4 separate regions of the Mus musculus genome follow, and regions 2, 3 and 4 are each linked to region 1. The links are chromatin contacts, called in public HiChIP or PLAC-seq, capture Hi-C and promoter capture Hi-C maps. All regions are on one chromosome and are shown on one strand. The core of a region is the stretch at or near the end of the contact, and the rest is flanking DNA. Distances in the headings are between cores, read along the strand shown.

Evidence for each region. HiChIP or PLAC-seq counts read pairs in DNA pulled down with a chosen protein or histone mark. Capture Hi-C pulls out chosen DNA fragments and counts their contacts.
Region 2: a contact with region 1 is called in a capture Hi-C map of macrophages, with 4 times the contacts expected there. The contact joins the promoter of Tmem248 here to the promoter of Stx2 in region 1. A contact is called at or near these places in 1 of 39 promoter capture datasets (embryonic stem cells), 1 of 484 Hi-C or Micro-C datasets (CD4 T cells), 1 of 115 datasets of contacts at active chromatin or transcription factors (pro-B cells) and 2 of 9 other capture datasets (liver and macrophages).
Region 3: an H3K27ac HiChIP or PLAC-seq map of acute myeloid leukemia shows a contact between it and region 1, with 6 times the contacts expected there. The contact joins the enhancer-like site here to the promoter of Stx2 in region 1. A contact is called at or near these places in 1 of 15 datasets of contacts at CTCF or cohesin (large pre-B cells), 5 of 484 Hi-C or Micro-C datasets (CD4 T cells, CD8 T cells, erythroblasts and 2 more), 3 of 115 datasets of contacts at active chromatin or transcription factors (acute myeloid leukemia, kidney and large pre-B cells) and 1 of 9 other capture datasets (liver).
Region 4: a contact with region 1 is called in a promoter capture Hi-C map of liver, with 4 times the contacts expected there. The contact joins the promoter of Crcp here to the promoter of Stx2 in region 1. A contact is called at or near these places in 3 of 39 promoter capture datasets (hippocampal neurons, liver and pre-B cells), 4 of 484 Hi-C or Micro-C datasets (B cells, the Ba/F3 cell line, CD4 T cells and 1 more), 2 of 115 datasets of contacts at active chromatin or transcription factors (embryonic stem cells and thymic regulatory T cells) and 3 of 9 other capture datasets (adipose tissue, liver and pancreatic islet).

The regions. Positions count from the first base shown.
Region 1 is chr5:129,004,793-129,012,121 of GRCm38.p6, forward strand. Stx2 (syntaxin 2) reads right to left here and starts at 3,780. Exons shown (of 11, transcript NM_007941.3): 1 at 3,602-3,780. The coding sequence starts at 3,631.
Region 2 is chr5:130,218,706-130,226,034 of GRCm38.p6, forward strand. Tmem248 (transmembrane protein 248) reads left to right here and starts at 3,630. Exons shown (of 7, transcript NM_027854.1): 1 at 3,630-3,867. It overlaps Gm6598 (a long non-coding RNA gene), which reads right to left and starts at 5,161. Exons shown (of 2, transcript XR_377119.4): 1 at 5,029-5,161; 2 at 3,013-3,323.
Region 3 is chr5:130,155,487-130,162,815 of GRCm38.p6, forward strand. No RefSeq gene overlaps it. Among named protein-coding and RNA genes, the nearest start is that of Rabgef1, 13 kb to the right of the region's middle. Within about 2 kb of position 4,630, at least 25 of the 459 cell types and tissues checked have an H3K27ac peak or open chromatin away from gene starts, as enhancers often do. A contact at or near this core is called in acute myeloid leukemia, where this site is marked.
Region 4 is chr5:130,025,278-130,032,606 of GRCm38.p6, forward strand. Crcp (calcitonin gene-related peptide-receptor component protein) reads left to right here and starts at 4,029. Exons shown (of 6, transcript NM_007761.2): 1 at 4,029-4,130. The coding sequence starts at 4,123. It overlaps Gm40334 (a long non-coding RNA gene), which reads right to left and starts at 2,831. Exons shown (of 3, transcript XR_868562.1): 1 at 2,361-2,831; 2 at 520-745.

The sequences.
Region 1 (7,329 bases), core at 2,530-5,029:
GGAGGGACCTTCTCAGCACCGAGTATTACAAAACCAAAATATCAACGCTGTGCTCTGAATCCTGCGGTATCAAATATTTAGCCAAGATGTAATTTTTTTATGTAAAAATCAAGCAAGTCCATCGGTCGGTCTTATTTGCTGTCATCCTTGATAAACAGCAAGCAAGTGTGCACCAAGGAAGTGTATCAAAACACACCCGTGCTTTGTCACCACCAGTTAACACTCCACTTGTATTATCTCTTACACATATACGCAGGGTCATGTAAGAAAAAGGGAGGGATCACTAGTGGAAATGTTTGAGAACCCGGGAATTACAGCAGTGGGCCTCACACTCTGGTCAGAGGCCACAGCTGTGCAGAGAGCAGAGGCTGTGTCTGTCACGGCAAAAGCAAACCCAGACACAGAAGTCCACTTGATTCTGGAGGCCTGAACCAACTCCAGTTTCACAGTGACCACCACGTTCACAGTAGTGGCATCTTCACAGAGAGACGGAATGCATGAAAAAAAGGTCAACCTGCAAAGTTTGGCCACTTTGTGTGCAGCAGTAGAGAAGGACCTCGAAGCTGGTCGTGGTGGATGAAGTTGAGACGAACAAGGAGGACCCTCTCCTTGTGACGCACACAGCTAAATCACTGTTAAACAGGGTTAGGGACAATGACAGGCTCTTAGGGTTTTATCCTACGCATTCTCTCTTGTGTTCAGCTTCCTGTCAGCAAGCAAAGAAAGCCATTGGTGGATGAGGCAATTGTCTCTCTGTCCGGCTCTCTGTCTCTCTCCAGCTGCCTTAAGCAACAGCACTGGCAGTCAACCAGCCATCTGGACTACCCTAGGCCAGCACCAGCCATGTGCAACATTGCACGCTCTGAGAAACCTATACAATGCCAGCAGCTGAGTGCCCCAGCTCCTAAGGGTACAGCCTCTACCAGGGTTTTCAGTCCCCACTCAACTTTCTCCTACCACAAGCCTTTGTGAACTTGTGGTAACCCTGTAACCATTTCCCCCCCCCCAAATCAGTGGGTGGATCCCGAAGAGGCAGTGTTGGGGTGGTGCAAACACAAACTTTCCTTGGCAAAGGAGGTCTGTGATGGGTCCGCACTTCTCCGGTCTATATAACCAGGCTGTCCAGCTCATTTGGTGAGTGCCCTGTACAGGCTTCTTTCAAGTGGTCTTGCTCCACCCGCTCGCAGTGGTGAGGGGACTGGTGGTGTGGAGAAAGGCAGATGCAGCAAGCTCTCACAGTGGAGTAGAGGGCCTGAAAGCACATTGAGTCGCAGCAGCCATAGGGGAGAAACCTGGAGACAAGGGTCAGCAGCAGCAGCAGCAGCAGCGGCAGCACAAGGGTCAGTGATTGCATAGAAGGAAACGGATCAACAGCTCTAGGGAGTAACAGGAAGGCGCAGAGGACTGTCAGAGTTGAGGCCGGAGGCGCACAGCACGGAAGCGCTTAAAGGCCAGAGAAGCAGGGGCTAGAGAGACAGCTCAGTGGTTAAGATTGCTCTTCCAGAGGATCAGGACTCAATTCCCAACACTTACACGACAGTGCCTAACTTTCTCTGACCCCAGGAACCAACACTCTCACACAGACACACGTGCCGGCAAAACACCAATGCACGTCAAATAGAAAAATAAATAAATTATTTAAAAAGGAAGTGGTGGTGACAGAGAAGAGGATCCGGCACCTAGTCACCGGAACAGTCCCAAAGAGCTGCCCAGGGACACTTGCTCTGGGTCCCACTCCTAGCACCTGAGCTGTGACACTACAGGGCGCCACCTGCTGCTGCTCTTCCAGGCGGTCCACAAAACCTGCCAAGAGTCCAGCGCTGGCAGTTTGCAAACTGCTCTCCTTCCCAGGTTTCCCCCTCAATCCAGCCAAGGGTCTCCCCCCCCCAACAAACTCCCCCAGGCCAGTGGGGGGGTCATAAAGCCTATCAGCACAGCAACACAGATGCTCCGTGTGTAGACATGTAAAAGCTGCTGTGCTCAAGGGAGCAGAGAACAGACTGGTTACAGGGTCTGGGAAGAATGGACGTGAGCAGCGCACACAGGTGGCTCTGGGGTCCGGCTGGATGGAAAAGACTGCCTTCCAACGTTCTGCATCGCAGTGCGTGGCTGTGGCTGATGCCTGCAGTAGCCAGTGAGGAGGGTCTTGAGGTTGTCTCTCTGTTTCTTAAGACAGGGTTTCTCTCTCTGTAGCCCTGGTTGTCTTGGAACTCACTCTGTAAACCAGGCTAGCCTTGAACTCAAAAGAGATCTGCCTGCCTCTGTCTCTCAAACGCTGGGATTAAAGGTGTGCGCCACCACAGCCTGGCTGGTCTTGAAGTTCTCATCCCAAAAGAATGATAAACACCTGAAAGGGTAGGGCCAAACGCCATGACTGGGCCTGCACTGTATATATGTTCTGAATGTCACATCTACCCCAAAACTGGGTACAATAACTGACCGCTGCAAATGCAGATATACTGTATACACACTCCCCGTTAAAAAGCTCAGCTTTTCTCTTCTCAAAATGCTCACTAGTGACTAAAAGCCTGTGTTAAAACGTAAATACAGTTCTGGCCCCCAGTGGGTAGTGCTGACCGAAGCAGGTACCTAGCCCCTGAGCTCCAGGTTTGTGTGGGGTGTCTGTGAGAGACTCAGCACAGCATTCTGTATCAGGCCATGAAATAAAGCAGTTAGAAAGGGTATCATCCAGGGTGGGGCAGGCAGTTGGAGAGGCTGTGATAAGAGCCTTGCAAAAAAAAAAAAAAAAAAAAAAAAACAGGCAGGCAGTCCAACATCAGCCCAAGCGCAGCCCTTGCTCCTTGCCTAAAACCCTGAGCCACACTCTCACCCACTGAAATCAACCCTGTCAGGTGGCCAAGAGGACTCCGACCCAAACATCGGTACACAGGAGTAGTGCCAGGGCAGGCGGAGAGGACTCACCTCAGACACCTACCAGCATCTGTGCCCAGAAGTGCCCTGTAAGATGCTCCCAGCACCGGCCCCGAACCTCTCCCACAGCCCATTCCTGGAGTCCCAACAAACTGTGACCCTTGGAACCCAAGGAAGACCAGGAGCCTTGTCGCAAGAATCGACTTGCATGCAGCCCTGACCAGGGTCTCCTGGAGACCTCCCAAGAATGCTCCTGAAGCCCCACCCTAACACCCCTGAAGACGCCAAGGACCCCAGAGCCCTTTCCCTGAGACTCTGCTCAGAAACACCGATTGGGTTCCTCTTGTGCATCTTGTGACTCTTGAAGAACCGAAAGCTCCCTGGGACCCTGCTAGGAGGCTGCCTGGATCCTTCCTGAAGACTACGCCCTGCCATCCCTGGAGACACCGAAGCCTCTGGAGGCCCCGGGGCTCCTAGAACCCTCTTATTAGATTCCCTCCTAGAGACGCTGCCCAGTTGCCTCCAGGGGCGTTCCTCCTCGGAGCTCCCTCCCCAGGTTCCCCTCCTGGACTCCCCTCCGTCCCCCTACTCAGACTCCTCCTAAGGTCTTGCTTCTGGACTCCCCTCCTTGCGTCTCTCCACCCCAACTCCCCAGGTTCTTCCTGGGGTTTTTGCCCGACCCACAACAGCTCGCCCGCCGGCTCAGACCGCTATGCGGCTTTCTGCTCACCGCCGTGAGGTCGGGCAGCCGGTCCCGCATCCCCACCGGCCAGCAGGGCGGGGCACCCGCCGCTCAGCTGCCCCGCCGCACACTCTCCGGTGGCCGCGTCGCCGCCTCTGCCTGCCGGGGTCCTGGCCCCGCGCCGCCGCCCTCCCTCGGGCAGGCGCTGCCACGGCAACCGCGCCCGCGCTCTCTGCGCTTGCGCCTGCCCCACCCCCTCCCGCGGGACCCAAGGCACCTGGGCGGGTCGTCGCGAGGGGTGGGGAAGTGGGTGTGGTTCCATCTAGGGGCGGGGCCTGGCCTAAAGTCCTCTCGCTGCGTGGCTTGACTAGTTAACACACTGTCCATCCTTGCTGGTTTCTGCACTTTCGCTCGTTTTGTTTACTTAAAACTTTCGAGAGCTGGGGCTATAGGTCAGTGGTTAGCCTTTGCCCACCATGCCCTAGATTTAAAGCCCAACAGCGGAAAAAGCAAAATTCTAAATTCACCATTACAGCACACACTGACAGCAAAGGAATTAGAATAAGGTAGGCTCACCGATTGATCACCTAACCCTGAGAGCTCCACACCTGGGTCCTCAAAGAAAACCTGCAGGTCCCACCCTGGATGCAGTTCTGGTGGGAGAATCAGGCAAAGCGGTTGCTTTTCTGGTCACTGTGGCAGTCTACCCATCAAAAGCTAAGTAAGGGAGGAAGGATTTATATTGGCTCATGGTCTCAGGGGCTAAAGTTCATTGTGTCAGAAAAGTTATGGCTGCAGATGGCCGCCAATGTTGGGGGAGGGGGGGAAGAGGGGACATTAACCTTAACCCTTCACATTTTGGAGGGACAGGAGGCCAAGGCAGACATGACAGGTGTGGTCCAGGCTAGAGCCCTCGAGGGTAGATTGTCAGCCACTCACTTTCTACAGTGAGACCACCCTTCCTAAAAGTCCCACAACCTCCCAAAAGCCTGCCACCAGCTGAGAAACAAGTATTCCAACACAGGAGTCTGCAAAGACATTTCACAGTCAAATAACAACCCAGGAAAGGAGACCGATTAACACCTAACACCAGCACAGAGGTGTGCATAGGGTAGAGAGTGGGGAAGACCAGAGGTGTGCCCCTCCTAGAGAGCCAATACCCCAGTGATGGTAAAATTTGATTGTCACCAAAGAGAGAAGCCTCTGGGCTCCTTTAGGAGGGATTGTCTAGATTAGGGAAATTGACAAGGGGAAACTCTTCTTAACTGTGGGCAGCACCATCCCACGTTCTGGGGTCCTGATTCAAAAAGAGGAGGCAGTGAGCTGAGTGCCAGCATCCATCACTTTCTGCTTCCTGACTGTGGATGCCATGTGACCAGATACCTCAACCCGCTGACATAACTCTCCTACCATGACAGGCTCCAACTGTGAGGGAAAGTTACCCTATCCAACTTCCTCTCTCTCTCTCTCTCTCTCTCTCTCTCTCTCTCTCACACACACACACGCACACACACACACACACACATTTACTTATGGGTAGCACACATGTAGAGATGAGAGAACAACTTTCAGGATTTGGTTCTTTTCAACTATGTAGGTTCCTGAGACAGAACTCAGGCCAGGCTTGGTGGGAAATACTTCTAACTGCCGAGCCATCTCACCGGCCGGTGGCTTTCATTCTTAGCGTGTGAGCTAAGTCTCTGCAAGATGGGGCACACTTACCAGTACTGTGTCACAAATTTGCACGGGAGCCTATCCTTATGTTGGTGTTCCCCAAATATGAACCGAGTTGGACACGGTCTAGGACTAATGCTTCAGGCAGCAAGGCAGATCTGAGAAGAAAAAAGGAAGGAAGGAGGGAAGGAAAGATGGAGGGAGAAGAGAACTTTTTGTTTGTTTGTTTGTTTTCTGTTTTGTTTTTATTGTCGTCTTTTATTTTGGTTTTGGATTTGTCTTTTTCCAGACAGGGTTGTCTTTGTGTATTCCTGGCTGTCCTGGAACTAGAGCTGTAGACCAGGCTGGTCTTGAACTCACAGAGATCCACCTTTCTACCTCTCCTGAGTGCTGGGATTAAAGGTGTGTGCCACCATCTCCCGGCCAAGCATGTATATAATTTATAAAAAACATTTAAACTCTAAAGATAGAAGGCTTTAGGTCGTGAGGGCAGTCTTGTTTTGCTTTGTTTCTTTGAGACAAAGTCTCCAGGCTGGCCTCAAACCTCCCCCCCCCCCCACCCCCATGTAGCTGAGGATGACATGAACTTCTGACCCTCCTGCATTAGCCTTCTAAATGCTGGGATCTCAGACATGTCATACTATGTCTGGGAACAAAAGCAGGTTGAAGGTTACATTTCTATTCTGAGTGTGGCTCCTACCTGTAGTTACAGGATCTGGAGGCTGAAGCAGGAATGATACAAAATTGAGCCAACACAGACTACATAGTGTGAGACCCTGTTTCAACAACAACAACAACAATCTAGTTCTGTATTGTTTCAATGGGAAAACATGCTAAAAAAAAAAAAATCCAGGTAGCATGGAGACACTGTGGGGACCAAGAGAATGAAACAACTACAAAGTGATCTTTTTTTAAAAAATATATTTATTTATATTATTTACATATATGAATACATCATAGCTGTCTTATGGTAAGAAGAGAGCATCAGATCCCATTACAGATGGTTGTGGGCCACCATGTGGTTGTTGGGAATTGAACTTAGGGCCTTTGGAAGATTAGTCAGTGCTCTTAACCGCTGAGCCATCTCTCCAGCCCCTACTACTAAGTGATCTTAAAGTTGGGCTTCACATCTGAGACATGCTACCCACGCATATTGTAAACTATTGGGTTTTTTTTTTCCCCTAGTGCTGGCCCTTATTCATGCTGGGTGAACACTTCACCACTGAGCTGTACCCCCAGCTCTCTCTATAGTTTTCAGTTCTTAGACAGGGTCTCATCAGTTGCTCAGGCTGGCCTTGAATTTTCTCTGTAGCCCACACTGGCCTTGAATGTGTGATCCTTCTGGGTTTACAGGCTTGGATAGGAGTGTGGGAACTCCGTCTTGTAAGGGTTGTGTTACATCCGCAGACAGAGATGTTGGATTGTAACCCCCTCTCACTATGAATGGGACCTTTGAGAAGAAAGGACCATTTGCAGTTCAGCTTAATGTGAGATGAAGTCGTGACTCAGGGCTCTACTTCAGCAATAGTGTTCCTAGAGGAGGAGAGTGAGAGACAGACATGTAGACAGATAATACAGCAGGATGTGGTGACTGTGTCACTGCAGCCAGGTGGCTACAAACCAAGGGGTGGCCACGAATACCAGAAACTCAAAAGCCCAGGGGGGCAGCTGGGGACATATCCCCAGGAGCCTTCAAAGATAGCATGGCCTGCCCACTCCTGGGTTTCAGACTTTCAGAAACATCTCTGGCAGGGCTTGGTGGTGCAGGCATGTCACCCCAGGTTCTCAGAAGACAGGCAGGAGGAACCCAGGTTCCAGTCCAACCTGGGCTGCAGAGTGAATACAAGGATATTCTGGGAAATTTAATGAGATATTTGTCTCCAAGCGAAGTGTAACAAGATGGATGGCTGGAGGATGCAGCTCAGTAGGAGCGTTTGCCTAGCAACTGTGAGGCCTTCGGATTAATACCAGGGCGGGGTAGGGGATCCATTTCTGTCCTATTAAGGGTCCCAGTTTGTGGTATTTTGTTAAGCCAATGACACCTTGTAATTATCATATAAATAGCACAGTTATGCTGCGCATAGTGGCTGTTGACACAGCTT
Region 2 (7,329 bases), core at 2,380-4,879, 1.2 Mb after region 1:
TGGACCTAACATTCCAGATGGGCCTGGTCAATTACCTGGCCAAGGGGCCACCCCGCAGAAGTCAGGCTTACCTTAAGCCATGCTAAAGAGAGGTATGGAGGTATGATTTCTTTGTCTTAGGGCCCTTTTCCAGAGATTGATTAAGCTCACTCTCTTAAAACAGTCCCAGTCGCTTACCATAATAGCAAATTCTGTTTATAAAACTTGGAAAGTCTGTATATGCTGACCAGGTTTAAAGTAAAAAAATGTATATTGGAATTGTGAGGGTTTTATTTTATCCCTATCAAAGGTAGTTAGCTCGCTGAAGGCCAGTATTCCATACACCATCTTGCTTTTTGGCTGGTTGGTTTTGTTTTGTGTTTTTGAGGCTGTGGCTGTCCTGAAGCTCACTCCATAGTGAGACCAGGCTAGCCTTGAACTCACAGAGATCTCTGCCTGCCTTGGTCCCTAGAGTGCTGGGATTAAAGGCATGCAAAGCAAAAAGTATCAGGGTATCCAAGGAAATTGTACACACAGATGAAGGTAAAAAATGCATGATGGGGTGGGGCTCGGGGTGGGGACATTCTTTTGGAGATGGGGGAGGAAGAACTATCAGAGGGCAGACTGGGACGGGGATGACCGGACTGTTAAAAAAAAAAAAAATAAGTGCATGGTCGCGCTTGGGTTATGCTGGAGATTGGATAAGGGTGAAACGTGCTTCCGGCCTGAAGTGAATGCAAGGTCTGGATCCATAGTTCCACAGGTGTCCATGGTCACCTCCCACAGCTTTCAGCCAGCTCTGATTGGGTGACTGTACCAACCTGCCTGTTCATGAAAAGGACCTAACCCAGGACACCACCCAGAGAGGTTACCAGGGTGCAGCAGACAGAGCATTTGAGTTCAAGAGTGTGAAGAACCCCCCCACTAAGTGGGAATTGGACTGGGGTTGGCTATCACGTGCAAGAAGTCCCTCCCTCCCTTAGGTTTTGCCAACAGCCTTGTCTGAGGAAGAGACACGTTCTGTATCTTCAGAGCACCCTGACTCCTGGCACAGGACAGAAGGAAGTAGCCTGTACAGCAGGCTTTCCAGCTCAAGGAAGATGCACCATGCTATGCCTTAAGGCTTTTCTGTTTATATGTTATATAGCCTCTTCTGCGAAGGAGACTCATGTCTAAGGGCACTCTGACCCTCTAAGGACAGCCAGAAGTGATCTTTACAACAGACGACCTTGTAGGTAAGATGGCTTTTCTGTTCCCATGCGATTTTTTTTTTCTTCCTGTACTTCCTCATCTTTGTTTTCCCTGATAATAATCAATTAAACATCCCATTTTCTCATAAGTCGATTTCCGTCAGGGTTTGATGACCACACAGTGTCTTTGTATGCAGTTGCCTCTAATAACAGCTCAGCATTGGACTTACTCTGAATCCCCAGGGATTCTCCCACGAGCCACCATGCTTGGCTTGGCTGGGTCCTGACGTCTGCTCCTTTGGCTCCACCGTCTCTAAGCCTGTTTTTCTTTGAGATAGAATATTCTGCCTCCCTCTTAAGACTCCTTTTATTCCAAGCTTGTTATTTACCCCGTCTCCAGATTTCCTTGCAACCTGGGAGTTAGTGACAGTGACATAAACAGGCTACCAAAAATGAACAAGATGATGTCATCCCATTCTGATTTTTTTTTCCTCTCTCTTTTAAGCCATTTTTCTGTGGTCTATATTTATCTTAGTTACTGTTCTGTTGCTGTGGAGAGACACCAGGACCAGGAAATCTCTTATAAAAGAAGGTCTTTAATTGGGGGCTTGCTTACAGTTTCAGAGGGTCAGTTCATGATCACCATGGAGGGAAGCAGACAGGCAGGGTGCTGAGGCAGTAGCTGAGAGATTTACCTCTTGATCTATAGGCAGCAAGTAGGGAGAGACGAGAAGATAGTGGGCCTGGCAGGGACTTTTGAAACCTCAAAATCACTCCCAGTGACACAGCTCCTTCAACAAGGCCACACCTCCTAAATCCTTCCCAAACAGTTCCTCTAACTAGGGACCAAGCATTCAAGCATATGGGCCGATGGGGTCCATTTTCATTCAGTCCACTTCAATATTTGCTAGATTATAAGCACTAAATAAAAATAACAAGAACTGTTGTCAGTCAGCCCTTGTAAAGAGTACAGAAGACACTCTGTCTAAAAAAACCTCTCAGCAGCTTCTCCAGCCTCCTAGGTTTAAGGCCTTCCTTATCTGAGTTCTGCTTGATGTCATAGACATCGATTTGATCACGTTTTACTGTGTATTTCTGCCTTTCTACCTGCTCCTTGCACTTATTCAAAACCAAAAGCATAGCAGTGGTAGCTCATTGTCTGGAATGAGAGCACACACATGCTGTGCACACACAGACATACACATGCAGATGTCTTCTATACGATTTCCCTGGAACTATTTGGCTTTGAGGTTCTGGAGGAGACAAGCATCAGAGTTCCACTTACACATTCTATGGGAAGCCATCATCCATTCTGGGTGAGGACTTTCCAGTGTAGTTGCTTTGAGGTCACTCACCCTGCTGGCAGTAACCTCTTGCCTATGCTCTGTAAGTAAGCCAGATACATTTACTGGCATTCCAGGGGGAACTTTGGTTTGTCACCGAGACCTTAGGAAAAGGGGATAAACATCGCATAGTCTTTACCTAAGGAGAAAATTCTCACAAATGTTCTCATGTCTCATGGCACACCTTTAATCCCAGCACTTATGGATCTTTGAGTTTGAGACCAGCTTGGGTCACATAGTGAGTTTTAAGTCAGCCAGGGATGGATTGAAAGACCTTATCTCTTTTGTTTGTTGGTTGGTTTGGTTTTTTTTTTTTTTTTCAAGACAGGCTTTGTTTAGCCCCAGCTTCCTGGAACTCATTCTGCAGACCAGGCTGGCCTCAAATGCAAAGATCTATCTGCCTCTGACTCTTGAATGCTGGGATCAAAGGACAACCTTCCCACTGCCCAGCAACCGTGTCTTTAAAGAACAACAAAAAAAGTCAAGACCAGACAAATGGATAAGTGTAACTGATCTCCTGGGTTTTCAATAATCATGTACAAAGGTCAGTATTAATGTGGTTAGAGGAATTTAAAAAGGATAATATTTTGCTGCTTCTAAGGTCAGCTAGGTCCTTGGGGACTGAGACATGGCTTGAAATGAATTGTCCTGTTGTCCAGAAACGCGACAGATTCCCATCCAGTGGATCCTAGAGTCCCGTCTACAGAGAGGAGGGTGGTATTAGTGTGCTCAAACACCATGACTAAGGTAGTTGGCTCCTCATTGGGCTCCAGAGAGAACAGGAAGCCAGCTCTTGCCATCCACGAGACCCCTGTGTCAAAACAAAAAATTCCAACAAAAATAAACGAAAATCGTGTCCTCTTTACTATCTCACGCCATACACACCAAGACCTGCAGAAGCACTTCGGGACGGAACCGAGCAAGCTCACGGCAGTTCGCGAATGCGAGTGATAAATTTCAGGCAGCTCCGTGTATGCTTTTCCCATTTGCAAAACGAAGACAGTCTGCTTCTCCTCCTAACCCCGACCCCACCCGCCGCTCGCCCCGGAGCAATTCTGTCCCTTCCGCGCCGCCGTCGCGCGCGGGCGGGGTCAGAGGTCACGGCGGCGTTAGTGGTGACGTGGTTTTCTGCCTTCACCCGGAAAGCCCGGCGTTCGCAGCGCGCGGAGCCGGCGTCCCGTTGGCGCGCTCTGGCCTGGCTTCGGGTCGTCGCTTCGGCCCCGAGGAGCCGCTCGCTGTCTCCGGAGCGGCGGAGAGGATGGTGCGGGGCAGCCCGGGGCCCGCCGCGCGCCGCCGCGAGTGAACAGGGCCAGGCCGCGGGCGTCCGCGGGCTCGAGCCGCCAGTCTGCGGGGCGGTGAGTAGGAGACGGGGTCGTAATCGCGGGCGCATGGGCCGGGACCGGGGACCCTGAACCCGGGGCCCACGGCGTGCTGGGCGGATCGGTGCGCAGGCTCTCCCAGCCACCCCAGCTCCGTTCACTCCTCTATTAGCTGACCCGGTCCTGTTCCATCCTCCCGAGGCCTGCGGAGTCCTGCTCCCTCAGTCAAGGCTTGTATAGGTCGGCTGAATAAGGCTGCGTGGACCTACTAGCATCCTTTGCAAGTTTTAGAAAAAAAAATGATTGTTTTGGAAAATTATTTACATGATGTGTTTGTATTATCTTGTCTGCGCACGTGAGCGCAAATACCCACCGACTCCAGAAGAGGGCGTTGTGTCCTTAGACCCAGAGTTACACTCCATTGGTAGCTGCCTGATGATGGGGTTGCTGAGAACTTAACTCTGGTCCTCAGGAATAGCAGGTATTCTTAACCCCGTAGCCATCTTTCCAACTTCTCTGTGTGTGTGTGTGTGTGTGTGTGTGTGTGTGTGTGTGTGTGTGTGTGACAGAGAGAGAGAGAGAGAGAGAGAGAGAGAGAGAGTGAGAGTGAGAGAGTGAGTGTGAGTGTGTGTGTGTGTTCAGTTTTAGATTTGTGACTTGACTTTGGGTTGTCAAAAATGTATCCAAAAGAGGGTTTAATGCAGCCTTAACTGGCTAGGATTTCCCTATGTAGACAAGACCCACCTTCAACACCGATCTTCCCGATTCAGACTCCGTAGTTCAGAGATATAGGCGTGGGCCACACTGCCAAGGTTTCACAGTGTAATAACGGTATTGTTTTGGTTTTAATCTGAATCCTGGAGTCTGGGGTCTCCTGCAGCCTTAGATAGTCCAAACCCACGACTCAGTCGAGGCTGACCTTGATTCTCTTAGACTCCCTAGTGCTGCCGTTGGCAGGTGTGCACTGCCATGCCGGTTAAGCCCGGCTAAAACATAATTTTTTTTTTTTTTTAAAGACAGGTCCACTGTGTAGTTCAGGCTGGCCTCCAACTCTCTGTGTAGCTTGAAGTTGTGATCCTCCTGCCTCAGCCTCATATTGGGGTGTTGTTAGCTGTGTGGTACCAGGCCCTGTTCACAGAGTAGTGGTAGCCTGGTGGCAAGGCTAGTCAATACTGGGACAGGGGGGTGATTTCTTACCTGTCCCATAGTTGTATAATACAACAAATCACGGGAGGATTTCCACATACTGTAAGACACACAGCTTTAGTTCTGATGCAGAGAATCCAGAGCTGTGAGTTTAACATAATGGAAATAACCTGAAGCCATGTCACAGTTCTGGAACTCGTATTTTCCCAGGCTTCTGTCGTTGCCTTGTCTGAACATTCTCAGGAGCCCATGGTTTTAAAGCTTCGTGTTTCCTTTTGACCCTTCTTCCCTCTCTCATCTAGTGCTCTCCTCTTTACACACGAGCATTAGAGAAAACTGGGCCTGATTTGGGGGTGGGGTGGAGTGGTCGGGGATACAGAGCACAGTGCAAGGGTGGTGGACCTACAGGATGGTTTTTGTCAGTATGGGAAGTCTGTAGAATTCTAATTATGGGCCAGACCTAGTGGCACACGCCTGTGATCCCAGATCCTTGTGAGCTGCCACTGGAGCTGCCACCAGCCCAACCCAGGTGCCCTGGAAGATTAACTGAGCCTTCTTTCTATCCCCACAGAACTTTAGTTAGACAGCTAAAGTGTTTATTGAAGACGGTGTCTCCGATGATGTAGTTGGTGTGTTCGAGGCATGTGGAATTGATTGGTGGGAAGCCCTCTTGCTGGGCCTGGTGTTGTGTGATAGCACAGTGAGTTAAATGAGAGTCCTCTGCCACTTACATGTCTGCTTGTATCATTGTACATTACCTAAGCTGTATGCTGACACGGAGACTGATACCCACCTAACAGTGTCGGAGAGATTAAAATACCTACCAGGGTGTGCTAAGCAGTTGTTAGGGTGTCCACTACATGGCATATGTTAAGTAGTTATTTTCTCCTTAGCCTCGTATAATCTGGTTCTGCCACAATCCACAATTAACTCTTGTGAAAGAGAGTGTTGTTTGTTTGTTTTAAATTTATTTATTTTATGTGTCTTAGTACACTGTCCTGTTGCTGTCTTCAGACACCCCAGAAGAGGGCATCGGATCCCCTTACAGATGGTTGTGGGCCACCATGTGGCTGCTAGGAATTGAACTCAGGACCTCTGGAAGAGCAGTCAGTGCTCTTAACCCCTGAGCCATCTCTCCAGCCCTGAAAGAGTTTCTTATATTGGTTGGTTTTTTTTTTTTTTTGGTTTTTCGAGACAGGGTTTCTCTGTATAGCCCTGGCGAGTTTCTTATATTGTTACTGACATCTTTAATTTTCTTTTCTCTGAATTTTTGGTCATGGTATTTAGTTTGTATATGTGTATGTGCATACCATGGTATGCATATGGAGGTCAAAGGACACGTATTTGAAGTCAGCTCTTTCCTCCATCTGCTTATGGGTCCCAGGGAGCATATTTATAGGCCACTAGGGTTGCAAGTCAAACACCTTTACCCCTGAGTGATCTCAACAACCCTTTTTAATTTTTATTTATTTTAACAGATTTATTATTATACATGAGTACACTGTAGCTGACTTCAGATGCACTACAAGAGGGTGTCAGGTCTCATTATGAGTGGTTGTGAGCTACCATGTGGTTGCAGGGATTTGAACTCAGGACCTTTGGAAGAGCAGTCAGTGTTCTCTTACCCACTGAGCCATTTCACTAGCCCTTGTTTTTATATTTCACTATTTTAAATATTCCTAAGTCAAGCAACTCAGTAGTTGAGCCTTTTTTTTTTTTTAGCCGTGGTTAGGATTTTAGAAATGGAGTCGCAGAAAAGCACAGGTGTGCTTTGTGTGCTTTGTGACACTGTGGAGTGTCACAAAGCTGACCCATGTCCTTTCAAGTGACTGTGTTCTTAGAACTTGAGGATTGTTGGAGCTGCCTTTTACCTAAGTTGTCTGCAGTTTGGCTTGGTTCTGGTGGCAGTGAAGTAGTCTAGGTAGCAACTGGTGACCTGCATTCGTCTTTCTTCTGTGCTTGAGGAGTCAGAGTTTGACTCTCTATCTGGTGTCCCTCCCCTCAGTCCTTGGACTTCTCAGACGCCATTTCCCAGCCTTCATTTCTCACTACCTGGTTGGAATGAACTTTGGGGGAAGTGGCCAGCCACAGCACCTGCTTCTCACTCCCAACGGAATGCAATGCTTGCTTGCTTATTTGTTTGTTTTTCCAGACAGGGTTTCTCTGTGTAGCCCTGGCTATCCTGGAACTTGCTCTAGGCCAGGCTGAGCTTGAAATCACAGAGATCGGCCTCTGCCTCCTGAGTTTTGGGAGGTGTGTACCACTACCATCCAGCTTGCATTTTTATTTAAAAGTAAGGCTTACTTTTTTTTTTCCCAAGACAAGGTTTCTCTGTATAGCTCTGACTGTTCT
Region 3 (7,329 bases), core at 3,380-5,879, 1.2 Mb after region 1:
TTACTGATGTAAGTAGGGGAACCATCACCATCCATACCCTACCTCTGTGTGTTCACCTGGCTGTTGTATACCCAACCATGAAAGCCAGCCATGGTGGAACCTCTTGTTCTCTATTGCGGCTTAGGCTGTTTGGGAACTGAGTGCTCAGTCCCAGGCTGATCGAGTTCTGAGTTGCTTCATGGAGGACTAACAGACCCTCAGGAGACAGAGCAAGCGCAGGAGATGGGGTATGGGGAGTTTATTGGTGTGTGATCCCAGACTGAAATGAACCTTAAATAAAAACTCCACCAGCCGGGCAGTGCTGGTGCACACCCTTAATCCCAGCCCTCAAGAGGCAGAGGCTGTCAGATCTCTTGAGTTTCAGAGGGGAGAGAGTGGGTGTGGGAGGTCAGCTGGGCCCATCGTCTTCATTTGCATAAATTTGGCTTTTTAGTACAAAGCACAACATGTCCTGTGTTCAGTAACATACCTCTTTGTGAGTAATCTTGCACATGGAGCCCCAGCTCCACCAGACATTAAAGTCAAGACCTAGAACCTTGGTGACAAGATTACTGACTTATGACATCCCTCCTTTGCTGGCAAGTATGCCTTGATCACTGCTTTAAATCTGGTGTTTGGAGAGGCCACAATAAAATAATAAACCTGGGGCTGGAGAAATGGTTCAATGGTTAAGAGCACTGGCGGCTCTTTTAGAAGTCCGGAGTTCAGTTCCCAGCAACCACGTGGTGGCTTGAAACCATTTGTAATGGGATCTGATGCCCTCTTCTGGTGTGCATGAAAACAGAGCACTTTTACACATAAATCAATCTTTAGAGAAAATCCTAGCTCTTCCTGGAAACCAGCGCTGGACTTGTGGACTTGAGAGGAGACTCAGTGGCCCTGAGAAGGCCCTTATGGAGTGTCCCCTCCCATTCGTTGAAAGTGCCCTGGGGGGGTCTCTAACAGAAATCCTTCTGACCTACTCACCACTTTCTGAGTAAGGGAGAAAGAGTGGTTCTAAGCATGCATGAGCCTCAGTAGTGATGACCAAGGCCCCTACAGAAATGGGTACAATTTACCACCACCCTGCCACCCACACAGTGGAGTGTGGCCACCGCCCTGGCTAAGCTCATCTGGACAGTCTTAGAGTCACTTTCCAGGACTGACTACACAGGTGAGCTCTGAGGTTCCCAGTTTGCAAAAAGCTACTACTGCAGGGGTTCTCAATCTGTGGGGCGCGGCCCCCTTAGACTGCTCAGATAGTTAATGTTATAAATCCTAACTAGAATTACATAATTACAGTTATGAAGTAGCAACAAAAGTAATGTTATGGCTGGGGAATCACCCCAATATGAGGAACTGTGTTTGTATTAAAGGGTTGCAGCTTTAGAAAGGTTAAGAACCTTCCTGAATGGGCTAGTCGATTCCCTTAAGTCTCTGATTAGTCTGACTCTTCACAAAAAGTTGTGCTCACCCTTGCTGAGTGCTTTCCCTGACCCACTGATGCTAACACGTTACCCATAGGAAATGACCGTCTAGAAATGTAGTCTCCGGGCTGGTGAGATGGCTCAGTGGGTAAGAGCACCCGACTGCTCTTCCGAAGGTCTGGAGTTCAAATCCCAGCAACCACATGGTGGCTCACAACCATCTGTAACAAGATCTGACGCCCTCTTCTGGAGTGTCTGAAGACAGCTACAGTGTACTTACATATAATAAATAAATAAGTCTTTAAAAAAAAAAAAAAAGAAAAGAAATGTAGTCTCCCAGGTCAACCCAAACAGCAGAGCCCAGGATCAGGTTGGAGCAGTGATTGCCTTCGCTCCCCCTTGTACAGATCAATAGTTACCCTGCCTAGAAGACTTGAAGCACACAGACTCTAGGAAATGGCAGGACAGCGTCTTTAGGTAAGCATCCATGGTCCTAGCTACTTAGGAAGCTAAGGTCGGGGGATTGTTGATTCCAAGAGTTTTGAGGCTAGCTTGGGATACCAAACCAGCAATGTTTGCCTTTTTAACTTTTTAGCGTAGAAAATGTGGTTCACTCCAGAATAATTTGAGGCCCATTCAAGGGTGACAGTGGACAGTGACCAAAGGGACCATTGTAGAGGAAAACAGAATGGCCGGAGACAAATATCTTAGGTCACTCTGTAGACCAGGCTAGACTCAGAGGCCTACCAGCCTCTGCCTCCCAAGTACTGGGATTGGAAGTACATGCAGTATGCTTGGATGTTTTCTTCTTTTCAAGATTTCTATGTGTATGAGCGTTCTGTCTGTACCATGTGTGTACCAGCCAGGTACAAAGTATCTGAGACTGAAGTTACAGATGGTCTTGAGTTGCCTTGTGTGTGCTCAATAGCAAACCTGGCTTTTCTGGAAGACCATCCTATGCTTCTAACCATGGAGGGATCTTTTTTCCAGCCCCCCTCTGTGATGGTTTGCATATGCTCAGCCCAGGGACTGGCACTATTAGAAGGTATGACCCTGTTGGAGTAGGTGTGTCACAGTGGATGTGGGCTATGAGACCCTCTTCCTAGCTGCCTGGAAGCCAGTATTCTGCTAGCAGCCTTCAGATGAAGATGTAGAACTCTCAGCTCCTCCTGTACCATGCCTGCCTGGACACTGCCCTGTTCCCACCTTGATGATACTGGACTGAACCTCTGAATCTTTAAGTCAGTTCTATTTAAATATTGTCCTTATAAGACTTGCCTTGTTTGCCAGGCAGTGGTGGCACTTGCCTTTAATCCCAGCACTTGAGAGGCAGAGGCAGGCACATTTCTGAGTTTGAGGCCAGCCTGGTCTACAGAGTGAGTTCCAGGACAGCCAGGGCTACACAGAGAAACCCTGTCATGAAACAAGACAAAACAAAACAAAACAAAACAAAACAAAACAAACACAAACACAAAAAGACTTGCCTTGGTCATGGTGTCTGATCACAGCAGTAAAACCCTAAGACACCCTCCCTTTTCTTAGACACTCTCACTGTGGAGCTGTGGTTGTCCTTGAACTTATGGTCCTGCCCTTACTGCTGAGAGTAAGGGATGTACGGGATTACATGCTTGGCTTACCCCCACCCCCATTTCTCCTTTTAGTGCTGGGATTGAACCGACGACCCTGCATAATATGTCAAGTAAGCACTCTTAAACCAAACCATATCCTGGAGTGGGAGGGTGACCTTCCTAGCGAGTGGTGAATGGCTGGCCGGGCCTGAGGCCTGGGAAAGCCTGAGCTAGTGGAACCACAGCCCTCTGGAGCTAACTGCACATACACACTGGACATTTTGACATGTTAGGGGGTGTGTCCAGGATGTGGCCTGGCCCAGGGATAGGCTTACAAGGGTTGAGCTTGTCACTCAGACTGGAGATTTCTACTCTCCTGTGTGTTCCTTTGACTTTAGGAAGGTGTCTCTTTCTCTCTTTCTTTCTCTCTCTCTTTCTCTCTTTCTCTCTTTTCTTTCTCTTTCTTTCCTTCCTTCCTCTCTCTCTCTCTCTCTCTCTCTCTTTCTCTCTCTTTCTCTCTCTCTCTCTCTCTCTCTTTCTTTCTTTTTTTGAGGCAAGTGTTTCTCTGCGAAGCCTTGGTTGTCTGGGAATTCACTCTGTAGACCAGCTGGCATTGAACTCAGAGATCCACCTCCCTCTGCCTCTTGAGTGCTGGGATCAAAGTCGGGCGCCACCACCTCCCAAAAACTGGATTTCCCCACCAGTTTGTTTTGGGGTTGGCATGTTTACAGCACAATCCCTTAATATCTAACTGTTTATCCTTTGGTTTTTCCCTTCCTGTCCCTTCAGCTTTCTCTCTCTCTCTTCACCTCCTTCCTTTTCCTTCTTCTGATTTCCCTTCTCTGTGTTTTTGCTTGATTTTTAAAAAAATATTTATTTATTTATTTATTTATTTATTTATTTATTAGTTTATGTAAGTACACTGTAGCTGTCTTCAGACACTCCAGAAGAGGGAGTGTCAGATCTCATTACGGATGGTTGTGAGCCACCATGTGGTTGCTGGGATTTGAACTCAGGACCTTTGGAAGAGCAGTCAGCTCTCTTAACCGCTGAGCCATCTCACCAGCCCCTGATTTTTTTTTTTTTTTTTTGAGACAGGATCTTACTGTGTAGCCCAAGCTAGCCCCAGACTTGTAATAATCCTCCTGCCTCTGCCTGCTAAATGAGCACACTGTAGCTGTACAGACCTCTGCTCGCTCCAGTCGGCTCTGCTCACTCTGGCCTATTTATTTATTTATTATTCATTTATTATTATACATAAATACACTGTAGCTGACTTCTGGTGCACCACAAGAGGGTGTCAGATCTCATTACGGGTGGTTGTGAGCCATTAAGTGCTTGCTGGGATTTGAAGTCAGGACCTTCGAAAGAGCAGTCTGCTCTTACCCACTGAGTCATCTCTCCAGCCCAACACACAAGCCTGTTACCACGTGTGAGGAGGGTGCTGGGGAAGGGAGTAGTTACCCTAAGCAGGTCGAGATACACACTGCTGCTTCTCTGGTCGCCTCTGGAGCGTTCTTATTAGCTGTGAACTTCATTTCTTTCTTAGGGGAACACCTGATTCTAAACTAACAACTGAAAACTAACAATGTTACTATAGAATTCATACACTGGGGTTGCCTACAAGGTCCAGTAGCCAGAGTTGTACTTCCTCTTTCAAAATTCTCACACTCCCCAACACAAAAGAACAGCATGAACGGGCAGCTTAACCACTGAACTGCAAGGACTTCTACCAAATTGCTTTGTAAAACAGCTAGAGATCGCCAGGCATGGTGGTGCACACCTTTAATCCCAGCACTTGGGAGGCAGAGGCAGGCAGATTTCTGAGTTTGAGGCCAGCCTGGTCTACAGAGTGAGTGCCAGGACAGCCAGGGCTGCACAGAAAAACCCTGTCTTGAAAAACCAAAAAAAAAAAAAAAAAATACAGACAGAGATCCTGTACCCACACTTGAATGAATGAATGAATGAAACAGTTTTTAAACTACCTGAGATAATCATCTTAGAGAACAGTTTGATTTTGATCCTGAGATGGAGCAAAGGCATTCAGTAGGCTACACCAACGCTCTAAAACAGGTTCTCACCTGTGGGTCATGACCCCATTGGGGTGGGGGGTGGGGGAGTTGAACAACCTTTTCACAGGTCACCTAAGACCATCAGAAAAAAACCAAATATTTTTCTTAGGATTCATGACAGTAGCAAAATTAATTACAAAGTAGCAACAAAATAATGTGGTTGATGGTCACCACAGTATGAGGAACTTTGCATCAAAGGGTCACAGCATTAGGAAGGTTGAGAACCACTGATCTAAAACCTCCTCCTGATAGGCCCCTCCTCCTCAAGTCTCTGTCACCATTTGGCAGTGTCAAGCTGGATGAAGACAGGGTCTCGTCTCTTGTCCCCCAGACATGGCTCGTGCTGCCTAGCTGGTTTTGAAAGTCAGAATTGAGCCGGGCGTGGTGGCTCACGCCTTTAATCCCAGCACTCGGGAGGCAGAGGCAGGCTGATTTCTGAGTTCGAGACCAGCCTGGTCTACAAAGTGAGCTCCAGGACAGCCAGGGCTATACAGAGAAACCCTGTCTCGAAAAGCCAAAAAAAAAAAAAAAAAAAAAAAAAAAAGAAAGTTAGGATTGCACACTTTTCTTGCCTTCAGAGAAACCAGGATTATGGCTGCAGACCACCTTACCCAGATAAGGACCATGCCTCTAACAGCCATTTAAAGGGGACGTTTAAGACCCAAGGCATATCATTGTAAATAACCTTTTTCCACCTGACACCAAACAGAACCAGGGCCTTTGTGTACCAGGGGAAAACAGAGCTGCTGTGTGAAATACTTGGAACCTTCTAGAAACACTTCTTGATTGGCAGTGGAAACTAGAGTGGGAACTGGAATCAGATCCTGTGGAAATTTTTTAGTGTTTTCTGCCCTCCATGTTATAATTCCTCCTCCAACAGTGCATGACTTAGAGAAATCTCCTAATTGTTATAGCCTGGAATTTGATTTTGAATTTGAGGGTTTTTTTTTTTTTGAAGACTTATTTAATTTATATGAGTACACTGTAGTTGTCTTCAGACACACCAGAAAAGGACATCAGATCCCATTACAGATGATGGTGAGCCACTGTGTGGTTGCTGGGAATTGAACTCAGGACCTCCAGAGGAGCAGTCAGTGCTCTTAACCGCTGAGTCATCTCTTCAGCTCCCAAGTTTTTTGGTTTTTTGGTTTTTTTTAAAAGCTGGTCTCTTATACCCTAACCTGGCCGAAAACTTGCTGTATGGTGGCCCAGGGTAAACTTTGAACTCCTGATGTCCCTGACCACTTCCCACGTGCTGGGATGAGAAGTGTCACTATAATATCTTTTGCTTGTTCCTGTTGAGACAGGGTCACACTGTTCCTTGACTGGCCTGGAACTCATGGCAGTCCTCCTGCCTCATTCTTCCGAGTGCCAGGATTACAGTTGTGAAATACCATACCTCACCACTGGTTTATTTTCAGACAGGGTCTCATGTGTCCCAGGCAGGACTTGAACTCACGGCGTCGTCAAGGATGCCCGTTAGTTCCTAATCTTCCCGCCTGGACTGCAGACATGAATCACCATGCCTGGTTTATATAGTGCAAGACATGGAGCATAAGTCTTTGTGAGCGGTGGGCAAGCAGCAGCAGCCTCCCCCCAGTTTTTAAACTCTTTTTTGAAACCGGTTGTTACATAGCCTGAGCTAGCCTCCCAAGTAGCTGGCGTTGCAGGCATGTGTCTCTGGCACCCAGCTAGACCCTGATACCCTTGCTGTTCTATTTTGCTTCTACTTTATTCACTGGGGTGGCACACGTGCACCACAGCATGTGGTCAGAAGAGAACCTGATGTTAGCTCTGCATGGTGGGGGCTCTCAGGAGACCCTCTCATTAGCTTTCCTGCACTCTCTCAGATAGACCTGTGCATTCTGCCGTTCTGTACTGTGTACGTATGTGTGATGGTTTGTATATGCTTGGCTCAGGGAGTGGTACTATTAGGGGGTGTGGCCTTGTTGGAGTAGGTGTGTCACTGTGGGCATGGGCTTTAAGACCTTCCCCCTGGCTTCCTAGAAGTCTGTGTTCTGCTAGCAGTCTTCAGATGAAGATGTAGAACTCTCAGCTTCTCCTGCACCGTGTCTGCCTGGATGCTGCCATGCTCCTGCCTTGAGGATAATGGCTGTAAGCCAGCCCCAATTAAATGTTGTCCTTATAAGAATTGCCTTTTTCATGCTGTCTGTTCACAGCAGTACAACCCTAACTAAGACAGTATGTGAAGCAGTATTCTCAGCATTGGAGAGTATTGTAAAATCAAAATATTAACTCTGAAAAATCACAGGAGATGCTCTA
Region 4 (7,329 bases), core at 2,779-5,278, 1.0 Mb after region 1:
ATGTGGGGGCCAGCTAGTCTGGAACTTGGAGCAGTGACAAATATAAGAGAGGCCCTGCCTCAATAAGGGGAAAGGCAAGAATGGACCCCAAAGGGTTGTTCTCCAACCTCTACACATGTTCTGTGGCAAGTGGTGCACACCTCCCCTCCCCCACCCCCAAATAAATGCCTACCTAAAGAAAAGATGGATCCAGTGAGGTGCCTCAATGGGTAAAGGTGCTTATTGTCAAATCTTACAATCTGATTTTGATCCCAGGACCCACATAGTGGAAAGAGAGAATGACTTCACCAAATTGTCCTCTACACTCTATGCATATGCATGATACATACACATGCATGCATACTACATACATAAATGTACAAAAAAAAAGGACAAACCTCCCCCCCAAAGTTGGGATGTAGTCCAGTTGGTATTCTTTAGAGAGTCTAGAAAGGGATTCTAACGGGCAATTGAGGGTTAAAACTCAGGGCTTCCTTCAGTCTATCACGTTCATTCTCAAAGCAGGAGGTCTGGGCTTACCTTGAATCAGCACAAGAACATGGCTGGAAGAGTGGGCAGCGGCCACTGTGGAGACCAGGTGTGTCATGATAGACCTCCAATCATGGAGGATGCGTGTATGTATGTGCATTATGTATGTGCCTGATACCAGTGGCAGTCAGAGGAGCACGTGGGCATCCATGGAACTGGAGTTACAGACGACAGTGAGCCTCTGTATTCGGCAAGCTGGAAACTGAAACTGGATTCTCTGCAAGAGCAACACATCCTCTTAACCCCGGAGCCATCCCTACAGCCCCTTATGGACTATGGACGTTTTTAATCACCAACAGACCAGAGATGCTAGAGATAGCCAAGATGGGACTGGGAACATTCGAGGAGCATGCTCAGTAGTTGCTAGAATGTCTGTATCACACAATGCAGGACTTTAATCAAACTTCCATGCCTTGTGTAGAAACAAGTTTTCAAAATCATGCCAAATAGACCTAGATTATAGTAAGTGCTTAAGAGTTCTGGTATGGTTGGGCGTGGTGGCGCATGCCTTTAATCCCAGCACTTGGGAGGCAGAGGCAGACAGATTTCTGAGTTCTTAGTTCAAGGCCAGCCTGGTCTACAGAGTGAGTTCCAGGACAGCCAGGGCTACACAGAGAAACCCTGTCTTGAAAAACCAAAAAAAAAAAAAAAAGAGTTCTGGAATGGCTCAGAAATAGAGCACTCGCTTAGAATCTATGAAATGAGAAGGGCATGGCTCAGCACTGGACACTCGTCTAGAATCACCCAGGGAGGATTTGGAGTTTGGCTTGGCATTAGAGTGCCTGTCAAAAGAAGCTGGTGGCATGTCTCAGAGTAGAGCCCTCTCAGAGCAAGAGGGAGTCTTAGTTCACTCTCACCCTGTGAGCGTCAGCCTAGGAAACCTCAAGCTCTGGTTTGTATCCAAAGAGCAGAGAAAGTTTAGGAAACCTTAGGAGAAGCCTTGGGATACAGTTGGTCGAGTGCTTGCTTAGCATGCATGAAGCTCAGGGCTTGAATCTTAATCCTGCTTAAAGCTAGCATAGTGGTTCATGCCTGGGATCTCAGCTGTCAGGGGGTGGAAGCTGGGTCAGGAGTTTCAGATCTATTCAGGTTTATCCTCACTTGCATAGGTGAGTTCATGGTGGGACTAGGCTATATGAGATCCTGTGTCAAATAACTGAAACAAATGAAAAATATTTAGGAGAGTTAACTAGAGCTCTCTCTCTCTCTCTCTCTCTTGGTTTTTCAAGACAAACCAAAGAGAGACTGGTTCCAAGGGCTGGAGGTGACATGTGTGTGCCAAGACACCTGGCAATATCTTGAATTCTAACATATTGTAGGCACTGTGTTAAATATTTTATATGGATAGCCTTTTTAAGTTCTCATGGAGCATATCTAGAAGGTGGCCCTGATAATCGCCACGCTCCTCAAGGTGAGGAAAGGAGAGTCTGGGAGAGTAGGAGACACAGAGGCAGGAAGTGTAAAGATTAGCATCTCACATGCAATATCTGCCCATCTGCCCGGGAAAGCTCTCCAAGATCTGGCTAGTCACCCGAGGGATCACATTAATGAACAACCCACTAACAGGGTTGCCCCTGAGCCTCACATGACAATCACCCGCCTTTCCAGTCCTTTGGATGAAAACAAAGGGCAAGGAAAGGCTGGCAATGCAGATCACTAAGGAAGTGCTTTCCCAAGCATCCCCAGCACTGCTTGGGAGGGAGAGGCAGGAGGACAGAGAGTTCAAAGGAATCCTTGTCTACATAGCCAGTCTGAGGTCAGCCTGGGCTCCTTAAGACCTTGACTCAAAACAAACAAACTCAAACAAAAACCAGATAGTTCAGGACACTCACTGATGTATCAACCAGGTTGAGCTCACTGCCCAGGTGTCTAGGTGGATGCCATTTGAACATGGGTGCCAGCCAACTCCCCTACTTGCATTCATCTCTGAACCAATTTATGGCGGTGCTCTCCGAGGCACTAGCCTGTCTTCCACGAGTCTATCTCTGAAGCCTTGGTTTTGAACGATCCTCTTTCAATGCACCTCAAACACTCTTGGCTTTGGGACGCCTCTTTGTCCTTGTTAGTCATTCCCCTGACTGTGCTGGAGTCTAAACACAGTGTGTTATTTATGCCCTGAACTGGTCCTCCAACTGGGCTGTCAGCTAGCTTGGAGAGTGTGTATTATTCACATCTGAATCACCAGCACCCAGTGGGCAATCACGGTAAGACTGTTGAGCGAGTAACACCATGAACACCATTGTGGGACCCATTCTCCTCAAGACAGGTACAGGGCACCATTCAGTCTTACGTTATGATGACATTTTATTTACTTGATAATTTTTTAATTTAATTTTTTCTTATTTTCAAATACCATCATTCTTGGATGTACCTGTTGAACACACACACACACACACACACACACACACATGTGTTGGTTTTTATGAGACAGAGTTTTCTTTTCTTTTTGTTTTTTTGAGACAGGGTTTCTCTGTGTAGCCCTGGCTGTCCTGGAACTCACTCTGTAGACCAGGCTGCCTTGAACTAAGAACTCAGAAATCTGTCTGTCTCTGCCTCCAAAGTGCTGGGATTAAAGGCATGTGCCACCATACCAGCCAGACACCCTCTATTTCTAATACATTATCCCCTGCAAACCATTTTAACACTCACACCAATCTCAGCACTGGGAGGCAGAGGCAGGCAGATCTCTGAGTCTGAAAGGCTACTTAATGAAAATCTGTCTCTCCCCCCCAACTCCCAATTTTTAACGGTTGTATGGGAAACGGGATCTCTACATAGCCTACGTTGACTAGAATTCACCATGTTGCCCAAGCTGTCCTCAAACTCAAGGCATTCCACCTGCCTCAGCTTCCTACGTGCTTAAACCATTCCCCCAGTTCTATTTCTGTCTGTTGAGACTGGGTTTCTCTTTTCTCTGCCTCCTTCTTTCCCCCTTGTTGGAATTAGAGGCTTGTGCTACCTTGCCTGGCTTATGTTTTTTGTTTTGTTTCATTTTGTTTGGTTTTTTTTTTTTTTTTTTTTTTGGTTTTGTTTTCTGTTTTTTTGAGACAGGGTTTCTCTATGTAGCCCTGGTTGTCCTGGAACTCACTTTGTAGACCAGGCTGGCCTCGAACTCAGAAATCCGCCTGCCTCTGCCTCCCAAGTGCTGGGATTAAAGGCGTGCGCCACCACTGGCCGGCATGTGTTTTTTGTTTTTAACAAAAACAAAAACACAAAGTCTCAAATAGCCCCCATGGCTTGAAAGTCATTATGTAGCTCAGGCTGGCCAGAAACTCCTAACACTTCTCCTGCCTCAGCCTCTCTACTGCTGGGTTTACAGGTATGAGCCAGTATGACCGGTTTAGGGATTTTAATGCGGCCAAGGCAAATCCTAACAAAACCTGCACTACGAAAACGCTCGACAGTCTGAAATTAGACCAGGATAGGGACACCTAGAATTAAGGAAGAACCGGGCGTGCCCCGCAGCGATCCCGGCATGCACCCCGGCGGTCCCAGCGTGCCTTGCGGCACACACACGGAACCGGTGAGCAGAGCAGCGCCGGCGCAACGTGAGACTCTTCTCACGGCGGTTGCGTACGCTGAGGCAGAGGCAACATGGAAGTGTAAGCGACACGACCAGGGGAAGCCAGGATCATCTGGGGACCGCGAAGCGGCCGGCGGCTAGACCTCGGGACCCGCGAGCAGGACGGGTGGGCGGGGTGCACGGGCCGGAAGTGCCTGGAAGTGGGGCGGCAGGGGAGGGACCCTGCTGCTTGGGAACTCGCTCGCCTCCCACATCTTTTGGGGAGGGGAATGTTGAAAGGATAGAGAGGTTTCCTTTTTTTCTTTCTTTTGGTTCTGGGAATGGATCCCAAGACCGTGCACGCGGTCTGGAAGTAGTGCGACCCAGAGATAACGTCCCAGTCATTATCATTACTATCTTGGGATGTGGACTTTGCATACGCTAGGGAAACACTCTACTACTGACTGAGTCATATTCCCAGCCAGCATCATCACCATCATCGTTTTGTGATGGTGGAAATGGTACCCAGGACTTTGCTGGGCAAAGGCTTTGCCACCGACCTGCATCGCCAGCCATTATCGCTATTGTTATTTTGGAAATTTGAGGAAGGTACCCAGGGTTGTGATCGTACTGGGTGTGCTAGTTTTCTTTCGGTTGCTGTGACAAACACCATGACCAAAGCAATTTAGGAATAGAAAGGTTTTTATTACATCTTACACTTCCAGGACACAGTCCATCATTGAGGGAAGTCAGGGCAGGAACTCGAGGCAGGAAACCGAAGCTTCAGAAACAGTTCAAGAACTCTGATGGCTGGTTTACTCTCTGGCATTTTCTAATTTTTGTTTGTTTGTTTGTTTGTTTGTTTTTTTGAGACAGGGTTTCTCTGTGTAGCCCTGGCTGTCCTGGAACTCACTTTGTAAACCAGGTTGGCCTCAAACTCAGAAATTCGTCTGCCTCTGCCTCCCAAGTGCTGGGATTAAAAGCCTGTGCCACCACCAGTTGGCCAGGTTGTACCCTCCTGCATCATTTAATAATCAAGACGATCCCTCATGGACATGCCCATAGACCAGCCTGATAAAAGGCAGTTTGTCATTGAAGCTTCGTCTCCTTTTGATGATTCCAAGCTGTTTCAAGTTGACAGTTAAGACCAACCAGAAAACCAGGCCAAGTTTCCCCCCCACTCCCTCCAGACAAGGTTTTTCGGTAGAGCTCTGGCTGTCCTGGACCACGCTTTTTAGACCAGGCTGGCCTTGAACTCAGATATCCATCTGCCTCTGCCTCCTGAGTGCTGGGACTAAAGGTGTGCGCCACTACCGCCTGGCAACTAGGCAGATTTCTGAACAGTACCCCCAGCTGTTGTTGGGATATACTCTTCTTCCTTCTCCTCATCATTATGGTCATCATTTTGTGATGTTGGGGATGGTACTCACAGTCTTACACATGCTTGGCAGGTACCACTGAATGACAGACACCTTCCACACCGTTATTATCATTGTTATTGTGATGATGATGTGGTGTGGTGCTGGGGATAGAACCTAGGGATGGTAAGCAGGTACTTTATTACTAACACACACACACACACACATACACACACACACACATATACACATACACACACGCACATACACGCACACACACACACACACACATATACACATACACACACGAACATACACACATATTCTCTCTCTCTCTCTCTCTCTCTCTCTCTCTCTCTCTCATGTGGTGTTTGGGATGGAAGGGACCTGAACATGCAGACAGTCACTCTACTAACAACAAAGCTACCTGTCAGCTTATTTTTCCACACTTTTTTTTTTTGTTTTTGTTTTTTTTTTGGGACAGGGTTTCTCTGTGTAGCCCTGGCTGTCCTGGAACTCACTCTGTAGCCCAGGCTGGCCTCAAACTCAGAAATCCGCCTGCCTCTGCCTCCCGAGCGCTGGGATTAAAGGTGTGCGCCACCACACCCGGCTCCCTGTGCCTTTTAATATATGGTCTACTATATAGTCAGAGTTGGGAAACTGGACCTCTTCTTCCTTTTACAGCTAGCACTTAGAAAGGAGAGGCAACAGATACATAACAAGCCAGCAATAGGCTTCAGATGAGAGTGCCTGTTGGCTGGCTGTGAGGTGGGAGGGAGCTCTAGGTGAAGTGTTCGTTGACTTCGATGCCTTCTGTTTTCTGGTATCAAAGGGTAGCTTTTCAGAACATGAATTGATGGCATGCTGCTTTTAAGCTTAGAAAAGTTTAGCAATTCTGTTCGTCACTCCGTCCCTAAGTCAGGTGTGTGGCAATTAATAGGCACTGCTCACTTGTTTGGTGTGTGCTTGTGTGTGCTTTTAAGGAAAGAGTGTCAATAGATCATTTTGTTCTGTGTATTCAGAACTCTGTTTTCCAAAATGCCTGTTTACTTCTGTTGAGCTGACTCAGCAAACTTTGCAGGGTAAATTTCAAATGGCAAGTCAGCTTCAGTTCACTAAGGAGTTGCTCAAGGGCACTGAATAACCACCCACCTACCGCACAGACTCCACAGTCTTTAAAATTCACTCGGACCCAGGGTCGTGCTCCTTAGGAGTGGGGGCAGGAGGAGCACAAGGCCGAGGGCAGCCGCAGCTGCAGAGCAGGTTCCAGGCCAGCCTGTGAGTCTGTCACAGTGAGAGCCTGTCTCAAAAACACACTGAAAAGGCCCAATCTGTACTGAGGCGATCCTGCCTCCACCGCCCTGTCCCCTTCTGCGCTGGCTTGAGTTGTCCGGCAGTGACTTGGAATGGCCAAGGTCACGTTTCTCAATCACGAAAGCAGAGAGCCGTGGGATTTGGAAATGACATTACCTGTGACTCAGATAGAGCCATTGGCCCTGAAGAGATCTCCCAGGAGCCGTGTTCCTCTGAGAGCGCAGCGAGTGTAACTCAATTTGGGGCAGAAACAGGAAGCCTGTGAGCTGCTTTCATGACATGTGGACATGATTTGATTTGACTTTTTAGTTTTTTAGTTTTTTTTTTTTTTTTTAAAGACAGGCTCTCATTTAGCTCACATTGACCTCCTCTGTGTAGCTGAGAATGACATTAAACTTCCAATAATTTTGCCTCCATCTCTACAGGCTGCCATGCCTGGTCTGTTTGGAACCAAGGCCCTTGTGCATGCCAGGCAGGCACTCTCCCAGCTGAGCTATGCGCCATTTTCCTTGTGTTAGATTCTTTCTGAAGAGACTACTCTGTGACTTGGGTGTGGTGTCTTTGGGATGCAGCAGGAGATTTGTGAAATTGCGGCTGTTTGCTGAGTTACCAATAGCATGTGGCTAG